Linked DNA regions of Macaca mulatta: region 2 is linked to region 1. A link is a contact called in public Hi-C data. All regions are on one chromosome and are shown on one strand. The core of a region is the stretch at or near the end of the contact, and the rest is flanking DNA. Distances in the headings are between cores, read along the strand shown. Region 1 holds the start of TCF4 (transcription factor 4). Region 2 overlaps TCF4 (transcription factor 4).

Region 1 (2,509 bases), core at 7-2,506:
CTTTCTTTCTCTTACTCTCGTTCCCTCTCACTCACACATCCACACACGGCAAAGCAAGTTTATACTAGGCTGCAAATACACGTGATGCAAAAAGACTTTGCCAAGAGGAACAATATTTTTCTTTTTCGTCTATAAATCAAGCCACATTTTCCTGGGGAGATTTTCGTTTCGGTAGTTTTGCGTTGGGGGCGAAATCTGAATTGCACACTTTCTTTCCCCTCCCTTTTAAGTCACAGAATAGTATAACTGCAAACTTCGGGGGAAAAAAAAAAAAAGGACAATTTTTGGGGGTGGATGTTGTTTTGTTTTTGCACTTGAGTTCCTAGGCACGCTAAGTCCCTGTTCGCCAACACTGTAAGTTTTTAATTCAACATTTACCATTATAGGCCCTTCATGCTCTTAAAACATACTTTTTCACATCACTTTTTAGGATAAAATTTAAGCTTCATAATTCTATCGTTTTGTAATAACAAGCGTGCTTTATCCGGTATATGCAACATACGCTATTTTAACGTGTGTTTGGAAAAAAAAAAAAAAAAAAAAAAAAAACACATTCTACAAACCCTGGTATTGCTAGATGTGCGAGTACATACACAAAATGCATGCACACACTTTTTCCCATTGGCAATTATTTAATAGGTTGTCCCTTTTGTTTTAATAAAACATCGGGATCGACATTTTAAAAATTAAATTCAATTACAAACAGTTTACTCTGACGGCAAATTGAAACGTTACCTTAAATGGCCACAAATATTCTCACAATATTCCAAGGAAAGAGACTTTAAAAAGATAGACAAAAATCTTCTGCAAGTACTTAGTATCTCACATGTGTATCCCCAAAAAGTATTTTAACTGGTACTCAGTCCTGCTCCAGGGATATCCACAGATTACAAGATTATGCACCTGGCTCTGGTTTTTGCATTTTCCACCATAAAACTGCAACAAAATTCCCTCCCCCAAAAAAGAAATCATTAAAAAAAAAATCCAACAACTTTTTCTTATTGTTTATAAAAAACAAAAATCAACACAGGATAGTTATAATTTTTCCTCAAACAAATCTTGTTGGTGATTTTTTTTCTTCTTCTCTCAAGTATTAAACTTGTTCCAAGTTTAGAGGTGTCTCATCATCATCATCCTCCTCCTCATCATCATCACCATGGACTCCCCCGTGGAGTCACATTGATAATAATAGGTTTCCCTGAAAGATACATTGTAATCCATTCACATCCGGGAACTGCGGGCTTATAAAGAGAAGGAGCTGCGGCCGCGGCTGCTCCTCCAGACAATGACTGGGAAGGGGCGGGGCGGGAGCGGGCGACCATAGAGTGGTAAACAGAGCTCCTAGAAAGGCGTCCAAGATGGCGGTACGCGTCGACCACGCCTCCTCCAGGAGCGGAGGCGGGTGGCTGTCCTCGGGTGGGCGTCGCGCGTGGGGCGGCACTGCGGGAGTTCCCGAGGCCGAGGTCGTTCGCAGGCCCCATTTCCCTGCGCTCTTATTCGTGTTGCCGCTTCTTGGCCGTCCTTGCTCTTTAACACAAAAGTGTAGTTTCGGCATAAATCTACAAATTAAACTCCACAGACTTCTGCAGGGAAGTGAGATCCCCCCAGGTCTCCCTGAGGAAGGCTCGGGAAGGACTGGGCCGACCTTCCTCACAGCAAGCCCTACCCCGGATTCTCTCACTTTGTGGAGCCGGATTTCTCAGGGAGCCTTGGGTGGTATGGGAAAAGGCCTCTGAGCCAAGTTGGTCCTAGGCTGAAAGAGGGATGAACTCCACCCTATCTTCTTACAGGTCCATGGAATTGTGAGGACTTTCTAAGTCCAGAAAGTCTTCACTTGGAGAAGACTTTCATCTGTTGCTTTGTAGACTCAAATGTAGTTTGTACCATTAGCCACGACTGGCTCAACTAACTGCTTGTGGCCAAGCAGTTACCTTCTCTAGCCAGTTTTCTGGTCTGTGAAAAGCACATAATGCCCACTTTATGAATTTTGTAGTGGATACCGATAAAGATGAAGCCACCGTGAAAGGAATAATTCCTTTCCATGGCTAATTCATTGCTAAATCAACTGAAACCTCTAACCTAGCCAGTGGAATTTTAAATGGAAATTTCCCTACTCCAGAAGAATAGCTTTTAGTCCTTGCAACAGAAAAGCAAGTAACAATAACGACAGGTAACACATATAATATGTTTACTATGTGCCAAACACTGTTCTTATAATTTCACAAATATTGGTTACTTTAAGCCTAAGAATAACCCTATGGAGTGTGTGTTACTACCCTATTTTGTATATTGGGCAACAGAAGCAAGTAAAATTGGGTTGCTTGACCCAGGGAAGAAGTTTTCTAAGTGGTACAAACTTGCCTAACTGTCACACAACTATATTGAGTGACAGAGCCCACCGTTGAAACCCGTCTGTGATCATAGTCCACATTCAACCATATTCCTATACCATCTGGCAGTGGGAACATCCTAATCTCCATTTTTCTGATAAAAGTTTGTGGCAATAACA
Region 2 (2,509 bases), core at 7-2,506, 250 kb before region 1:
TAAGGAGGCAATTATGTATGCATGATTTAATCTGCAACTAATTAATATGCAAATTTATTCATATGTTAGTTACTAAATTAAAAATGCAAAGAAGCCCTTATGGTGATTCTCGAAATTTTGCACAAACAGAACATTTAAAATGTAAGAAAAATGAAGTTTTTTAGAAAACTATAACACACTTTTAGTGTCTCCAGAACCTGTTGCATTAAGAAGACTCAAAAATATGTGTTTAAATACTAGATAATAATTTAAAAGGTGTGCTAATTTTATGTGAGAATGTGGGAACAGAAAGGTTAATCAGAATTCTCTCGAACTCTTAGGAGATACACTCTAATTACCAGACAAATGGTATTCTATTTCTAAGCTTCCTTCCCTGCTTTTGGGCTGTCAGAAGTTGGTCATCTTACTGATATCTTACATAAATGGTTAGGAGTTTTGAGGGGAATAAATAGTATTTGAAAGCAACCAGATATAATGAAAATTTAGGGTAACTCTGAGACCATTTGGTGTTCACTAAACATACAATTCGCTCAAGATGGCAACTCGCTCTTTTCGCCTTTGGGGAACAGCTCTTTGCAAACACAGAAATGGTAGGAAAATCTTGAGAGAGGCTAGAAATTCTACCAAACTCTCTTCCAAATGAATCTTCAAAGAAAATAATGTGGCTAACCAAAAAGCAACAACCTCCCAAAAAAGCAGAAGGTAATTTTATCTGAATTCAATCTGGCTATTTTAGTCCTACATTTTCCAGACAGTCCAAAATTGATTTGAATCTTTTATGTGAGATGAGGGGTGTGGAGTGGTGATAATTTAAAAATATCTTTGGGTGTCTATATACAAGGGAGTATCCATTCAAGTGCACTATATATTATTCTTTGGTATTATTGCCTTATGCAAGAACCTGATTCCTGTGTGACTGCCTAGTGATCAGCAGTGAGATTCTGTATGGATCACCTCTCATCTGATTACCTTTTTCATCCAATGTCCAATGGCCATGTACATATGCACAAAGCTCCTGGAGCTGGCTCTTGGAACAGCTGTACTGGCCTCATGAAATCAACACAAGTCAACTGTATGAGGAAGGACAATAACAGCGTCTACGGCTCTTCCTAGGGCACTGAACTCTCACCCATGTTAAAAAAAAAAAATCACCATCGGTCTCGCTGCTGCCAAGTGACACACAAAAAGGAAGTTAACCATTGGCTGTGACTTGCATTCACAGTCTGACTCTGATTTCCCTGCTTCCCTTAGCCCATTCTGATGCCAAGCGGACTACAGCTTGCCCATTTCATTTCGACCACGGCAGCCAAAAAAAGCACTGCCCCACCGTGCGACGACAAGCAGTCTGTTTTGATATTAGTACCTCAGTATGTGATATAAGAGAGTCAGATGTCCTCAAACTACGTGCCCTCCCCCGAGGGACTCTGTCCTGGCCCTCCTTGGCCAGAGAGATGGAAAGTGTGCCACAAATCCTTAGCTTTGAAAGCACAGAGGACGGACAGGCACTATCCTCAGGCTCAGACAGAAATGGCCATGAGTGCCTCTTCTTCCGGGGAGAGGATTCAGGCCCTCCAATTCCACACTCGAGTCTAACTGGAAATACTAACTCAGATTCTATTCACTCCCTGCCAGCATACAGAGCACAAACTGAATTACATAAGAAAGAGAGTCATTTTCTTATATAATTAAATTGTAGTAAATGCTAGTTAAGAAAACATCAGGTTTCCTTCTTTTACTTTCATGAAAGACAGGGGAATATATGGGGTTCCCGAAAATTGATTTTTTCATTGATTCTTAGGGAGGAAGATGAGAGTGAAGTATTCTCCTCCACAAAACAAATTCTGATTTATTAGCTAAATGTACGGAATCTGACTCTAACCTAGTTTAACCTCTGAATGTGCCTTGTAATGTTCTAGTTCTCTCCAGCACTAATAGATCATGCTTTTTATAATTCCAACGAGGCATCGTCAGGCGAGGACTGCAGCTGCTGGGCATTTCAAAAGTCTGAGAGTACCCCAGGCATCTTTAATTTTTACAGGTGACTCAATTTTTGTTGTGACCAGAACTGAACATAAAGCTTTTAAAAGCTTAAATGTACACATTTATGCATTCATTACACAGTGTTAAATCTAATTTGTTCTTTTTACTGTCACAGGAAGCACATGTTTAAAGCAATCTGTTTCCTCATGTGAATGCTTTCCTGTCTGTTTAAAAAAAATTGCGACACACTTTACCCTGAGTAACCAAGAGGTGATCATAAATATCCCTAAATAGCATTAAACAGATATGAAAGACATTAACACTTTCAGAATGCCAAAGTAGTATTAAAAAAAAATTCTAACAGATGCTCCTAGGTCAAAAAGTGAAATGTGTGTTTCCTGAAAAAACACTCTCATCAGAATCATAAATGAACTGTGAGTGGAGAAGTGAGGTGTTGCTGAACAAACCAGGATCCTTTTGGTGAGGAACACGGCAATCCACTGCCAACGTGTACTTGCCATAAAAAGCC

Evidence for each region. A called contact is a pair of places that touch in the nucleus more often than the background predicts.
Region 2: a contact with region 1 is called in a Hi-C map of fetal cortex germinal zone, with 4 times the contacts expected there. The contact joins the enhancer-like site here to the promoter of TCF4 in region 1. A contact is called at or near these places in 3 of 14 Hi-C or Micro-C datasets (cortical neurons, fetal cortex germinal zone and fetal cortical plate).

The regions. Positions count from the first base shown.
Region 1 is chr18:25,401,090-25,403,598 of T2T-MMU8v2.0, reverse strand. It overlaps TCF4 (transcription factor 4), which reads right to left and starts at 1,256. Exons shown (of 20, transcript XM_077975076.1): 1 at 736-1,256.
Region 2 is chr18:25,653,793-25,656,301 of T2T-MMU8v2.0, reverse strand. The region is part of intron 8 of TCF4 (transcription factor 4); the gene reads right to left. Among named protein-coding and RNA genes, the nearest start is that of TCF4, 250 kb to the right of the region's middle. Within about 2 kb of position 1,256, at least 20 of the 40 cell types and tissues checked have an H3K27ac peak or open chromatin away from gene starts, as enhancers often do. A contact at or near this core is called in fetal cortex germinal zone, where this site is marked.